Linked DNA regions of Oncorhynchus mykiss: region 2 is linked to region 1. Evidence: chromatin contacts called from public Hi-C data. All regions are on one chromosome and are shown on one strand. The core of a region is the stretch at or near the end of the contact, and the rest is flanking DNA. Distances in the headings are between cores, read along the strand shown.

The links. A called contact is a pair of places that touch in the nucleus more often than the background predicts.
Region 2: a Hi-C map of liver shows a contact between it and region 1, with 3 times the contacts expected there. The contact joins the promoter of ctso here to the promoter of aga in region 1. A contact is called at or near these places in 2 of 3 Hi-C or Micro-C datasets (blood and liver).

What each region holds. Positions count from the first base shown.
Region 1 is chr14:17,417,230-17,420,055 of USDA_OmykA_1.1, reverse strand. It overlaps aga (N(4)-(beta-N-acetylglucosaminyl)-L-asparaginase), which reads left to right and starts at 1,407. Exons shown (of 9, transcript XM_021561398.2): 1 at 1,407-1,719; 2 at 2,371-2,524; 3 at 2,681-2,793. The coding sequence starts at 1,620.
Region 2 is chr14:17,633,118-17,635,943 of USDA_OmykA_1.1, reverse strand. ctso (cathepsin O) reads left to right here and starts at 1,363. Exons shown (of 8, transcript XM_021561404.2): 1 at 1,363-1,706; 2 at 1,992-2,097; 3 at 2,335-2,414. The coding sequence starts at 1,494.

The DNA of each region.
Region 1 (2,826 bases), core at 158-2,657:
AGGGTCCATATCAAATTCATGAGTTGGTGATTTGCACAACTTTTTTTTGTATTAGCCAACACTGTAAAGGCAGAGCAATAAAACACATCATTATTAGGCCTTGCAATTCAATTTGACAAGTTTGACAAGTTCAGTGTCTCAACCATAAACTGCTATAGTGTGCATACAGCTATACGCTATTAATGGATTATTCAGGCCAATCAACTAATGGTTCAGTCAACAACTGATAAAAAAAAAGATGAATCAGTTGAATCATAAATGTTTAACCAATGCCTTTAACATGACCATTCAATAACGATTAGATCATTAGCTCCCTTCAAACCCCACAAGTAAAATGTATGTCACATAAGAAGTCAACACTTGACTGACAAGAGGGCTAATTATTGCTTACTCGGGCTACAGCACACAACAAAGGTCAGGATCACTAACTCCTTGTATCGGATTCATTGGTATTAGTAATCAACGAATAGGGAAAAAAAAAAAAAATCACCCATTTGAATTGACCGACAGCCCAAATGATTTCACATGCTATAAGCATGCATGATATTTTATGTCTTCTTATGAGACTATAGACTCATACAGTATGTGCACGTGGTGTCCTTTCTCACTGTCTTTTATGCTGACATGCAACATTTATTCATAGGATTGAGCTGTGATGCTTATTCTACACAACTATAGGGACATTGTTTATTGAAAAGCTGTGGAGGACATTGTGAAAATTGTATCACAAAGGGCATGTGTGATTGACGAAGTTATATCCTATAAGGGCAATCCTTTTAGCCTCTGCTCTTTCATTTTGATCAATAACACAGAACAAGTTATACTCCATATATTCTCTCTTCATTGTTCCCCAACAGACACCTTGTAACAATCACTGTATGTCATGCCATGTTTAAGGACTAACCAATGAATAAAATATCAGTGAAAATTGTATTTTCCAAATGAATAATGTAAAGGATGACACACTACTAAGGTTCACTTCTCAAGGTTAGACTTGATTGTTTTGTTACTTTCCCTGTGTAGCCTGTGCTTTTGTCTTCTTTTGTTTGAGATGAGAAGATCAAATTAAATCCACTGTTTTCAGGTCTAGCAAAACGTTGAATCCAATATCTCCCGCAACTAACATTAATCGTGAACCTATTTTAAATGGATGGAGTCAGTCCATTTCTATTTCACAGATTTATTGCTAGGCTACAGTTGTGAATGAGTTAACATGTGTGATCTGAATTTAGATAAGCGTTGGCATAATGAGCGCAGCAAACATGGTATTTTTTATTGTTCACTTTATCAAGTTCCATGCAATTGCAGAAAAGCAATGCAGAGCATGAAGCTGTATTTCAACATATGCATTGCACTGAAAAGATACACTGGCCCTTTAATGAAAAGCCTGCCCACTAGTCATGTGCCAAAACAAGGAAGTCGAAAAATGAACGTTCATTCTTAGTGAAATTCTTCATGAAAGCTAGGTTTATTTTTAACCAACTAATTTCAAAACGCCTCGTATATTTTCGAAATACTGTGGACCGTTAAAAAAATCACTTGCAATTAACATGTTCTGGAAAAAAATTGCAGTTGAAACTGAAAGCTAACGTTATTTATTTTGCAAAACTTTTGTCAAAATGCATCTGTGTTTTATATTGATGTTTTTGTTGCCATTTGGTCACGCAACATTGCCTCTTGTTATAAACACATGGCAATTCGAGCATGCTACAGCGGCAGGTAACTATATTCTATCATTTTGTTCTTATTGTTGCAAATAAGTTATCAATTTTGATACAACTTTATCAAATGATACATTGTAAGAAAGACATTCATGAAGTTAGCTAGTTAGATCTGTCCTGCCAGCCCAAGAGATGAATGTGGCCCTCTAAAATATTTCGATTTTATTTTCTGAGTTGATGTGGACAATCCAAGCTGTCGAAATATCACCAGTTGGCATACTAATCCTTGGCAACTGGGGGGGGATCATTGACCAAATGGTTCTTTGGCAGCCTAGGCCTATTCCTTTTTATGGGCAATCCCTTGAGATGGTCATGTTATCTGGCAGGATTGGGACTGTACCGTCTGGCACTCTGATAATATGTGACCAAAATCATGTCTAAATACTGTGAAAAAGTTAAATATTGTGTGCTTCTAGGTTCTACCTCTGCTATATATTGTGAGGGTTGCGTGGGAACCAACATATTATTGTATGTACAAATGATGCTCTTGGGACCCATTCATGTTGAATTGGTGAATCGGGAGGCACATCCATTGATTTTTTATAGAGCATATTTTCACGTGTAGACTTATTCCTAGAATGTAGCAAGACAGTAAGAATATTGCAAAGTCAAACACTCATCTGTCTGTCTGTGACTCTCTCTCTTAAAGCGTGGACTGCTCTGCAGGCTGGGGGCTCTGTGCTGGATGCCGTGGAGAAGGGCTGTGCCCGCTGCGAGGCTGACCAGTGTGATGGCAGTGTGGGGTTTGGAGGGAGCCCAGATGAGAGAGGAGAGACCACCCTGGATGCCATGATCATGAACGGGCAAGTCATACCCACTAACTAGTCATTAGAGTAGGGCTTAGGGGTGTCTAAAACCAATTGATCCCATTTCAGTCAATACAATGTTTAATTAAGTTATTTTTTGGAAATATTATTAATGTTCTTCATTAAAGGTTTCCTGGTTTTGTGTGGATGCAGTAATACAATGGAGGTGGGCGCTGTAGGAGACCTACGCAGAATCAAGAATGCAATTGGGGTGGCCAGAGCCGTGATGGAACGCACCGACCACACACTACTGGTGGGCGAGTCAGGTATTGCAGGATTCAAAATAGGCTTTTATTTGC
Region 2 (2,826 bases), core at 114-2,613, 220 kb before region 1:
CTTGCCCTGTCTACACCATTCTGGGACCTGATGGCTCCCTCTCAGTAAGATCAACTCACGACGCAAGAACATGTAGGTCATTTCTGAGAAGAAAAAAAACTGTGCCATGCACCCACAGTCTTCATCTGAAGCTATTGATGATGGAGAGTGGTTTGGTGGGGACCAGGGGCGCAACTTTTACTGGAGACAGGGAGGACATTCACCACATTCTGAAATAGCATTTTTGACCCCCCCCCCCCCCCCCCCCCCCCCCCCCCAGTTTTATCATTTGAATGTGATACAAAACGAGGCAATTGTGCTTTAGGACCATGCAGACGCATCCGAGAGGTCGGGTAGGCTGTTTGGATTGTTTATCTGTCTGAATTAAAAAATACATATAATCAAAATAATTATGTTCCCCCCCACTTCTAAAACCAAAGTTGCGCCCCTCGTGGGGGCATACAGTACTTCACTATTTTGCAACTCGGGATAAATTGCCTATGGGTGTCACGGTAACAAGTGCTCTACTTCACCACTAGCCTATCAGAGAGGAGGTTAACATTTTAATACAAGTTTTTGCTGAGTCCTGAGTTATGGAGGACGACACAGTTGTTCACTTGGCCAAAGAATATTAGTCTATTTGTTATCTGGGTTTACAGACTCCTCTGGATGGTAAAAGTGGAGAGCAAACAAATTGCAGCAATTATGAAGGCAAGCCGTGCAGAAAACCTTTTGACATTAATGCAATTTCCTATTTTAAAAATGGAAAAGATGGGACGGCCATAAATTAACAATAAGATGGAGAAGATGTAGACTGGGCTACAGTGGGAAATAACATATTTTATTCATGGAACAGTTTGGCCTAACATTTAATTGAACTGGTGCAAAACATACAGAGCATTCGAGATGCTAGATATAGGCTACCTAAGTATGATTCAAAAACAGTGACATAGGCTACCCCTAAACTGTGTCATAAAAAAAACATGGTTTGGGACTCCAAATAAAATAGACTTAATTACCAGCTAGGACAAAAACAAAGGGGATCTATAAAAATGTGCATGATGATTTCATTTTCACTTATCTACACGTACACAACCACCCTATAGGATATACTGCACATAGGCTACACAGTACATGTTCTTAGACTTCTGGTAATAGTGCTTGCATTAATGGTACTAAAGCACCCTCAAGTGGATAAGACTCTTGCCAGAAAACCATAGGCCACCTTCATCTCATAATGTCCATATCAATCCAGGTGGAATACATACATTTTGTCATTATACTTTTTTGGATTATATGCTTAATTTGTAACGTTACATAATTTATTATGGGCCAATTGTCCACTAAATCCATCATAGCTATGAACTCAATAGGTGGCGGTATTGCATGTGTAAATGTGTAGGTCTAGTCTCCTGAATTGAACCCAGAGAAGAAGAAGAACGGAGACGGCGAAGAGGAAATTGAGCTAAAACGAATATATTTTAGGCTACAATGTCGCTTGTCCTACAATTCAAATGACGGGTGTTACATTGTTTCTCATGTTCCTCCTAAATGTAGGCATACTTACTTTTTCCGATGTTGCTAGTTGTAGTGACGTTTGGCAAACTATCAGGAAGTCCAACTGCTCTGCAGACACTGATGTTGATTTTGAGTCGTTTAGGAAACAATTTCATCGGAATTATAAACTCCACAGCGATTGTTATGATCGGCGCAGATCTTATTTTAAGGTAGGCCTGTCGGTGTTATGGCTTTTTCGTATTTATATTAGTTGAATTAAACTGTATTTGCAGCTGGGGAGTTGCAGCTGTGTGCGGGCACTGTGTCAGAAGAGAGACTAACGTGATTTGCGTAGGAAGAGGGATGGATATACTGTAGGTTTATCAAAGTTTTGAAATATGTTCGTCAATTAACAAATAAATTAAGTGGGGGGTAAGACTATTGTTATACCTTCTGGATATTCCATGAGAGTTAGCCTACTGTGACATGTACAGTGACATTGTGGTCTGTTGCAGAATTCCATCAAAAGGCAGGCATACCTGAACTCATTGTCAACAGACAAAGACTCAGCAAAATATGGCATTAACCAGTTCTCGGATTTATCAATAAATGAATTCAGAGGTAATACTATGCAAAACAAAAACGAATGTATTTGTTTCCCAGTGAACAAAACTGATTGACTGGGTTAGTATTGATTATTAATTTTATATTTAAACCAAAATAAACATGGAGGCTAACCAAACGCCACATTAACTGGAAGAAGATCGCTATAGCCTACTTGAACACTGAAATGTAATTGGACTTTCTCTACAGACCTGTATTTGACTGCCACAGCTGAAACAGTCCCTCCCTACTCAGGACTGAAGACAGGGGGACTGCCTGCCAAGTTTGACTGGAGGGACCAGTCTGCAGTCGGATCAGTACAGAATCAACAAGCAGTAAGAGCTTCCTTTTCCTTAAGATATCAACATACTTGTCTTTTCAAGGTGACACACTTCCTTATTGAAGTTGACTTTGAACTCTGTCTAGAGGTTTTCTCCTCATAGAAGTAAAAAACACTCACTTTGTATTAACTTCTATGAAGAAAAAACCTCTTGACATTGACCTCATGTATGTAAGTGTTATGTTGTGTCACCGTAACCTTGTCCCCAGGCTATTGCGAACGTCTGGTACGAGAGACCCATCACAGTAACTTTGCATTTTTGTTCAACATTTCCGCTACAGTCAGTAGATGGCAGTGGAGAACCATTTTATAGTCTTACTATCCATCTTTTGACACATGGACATTGTTTTCATAATAAGAAATCTTTATACTGCATAAATTCCACACATCCCACATCAAATCACATA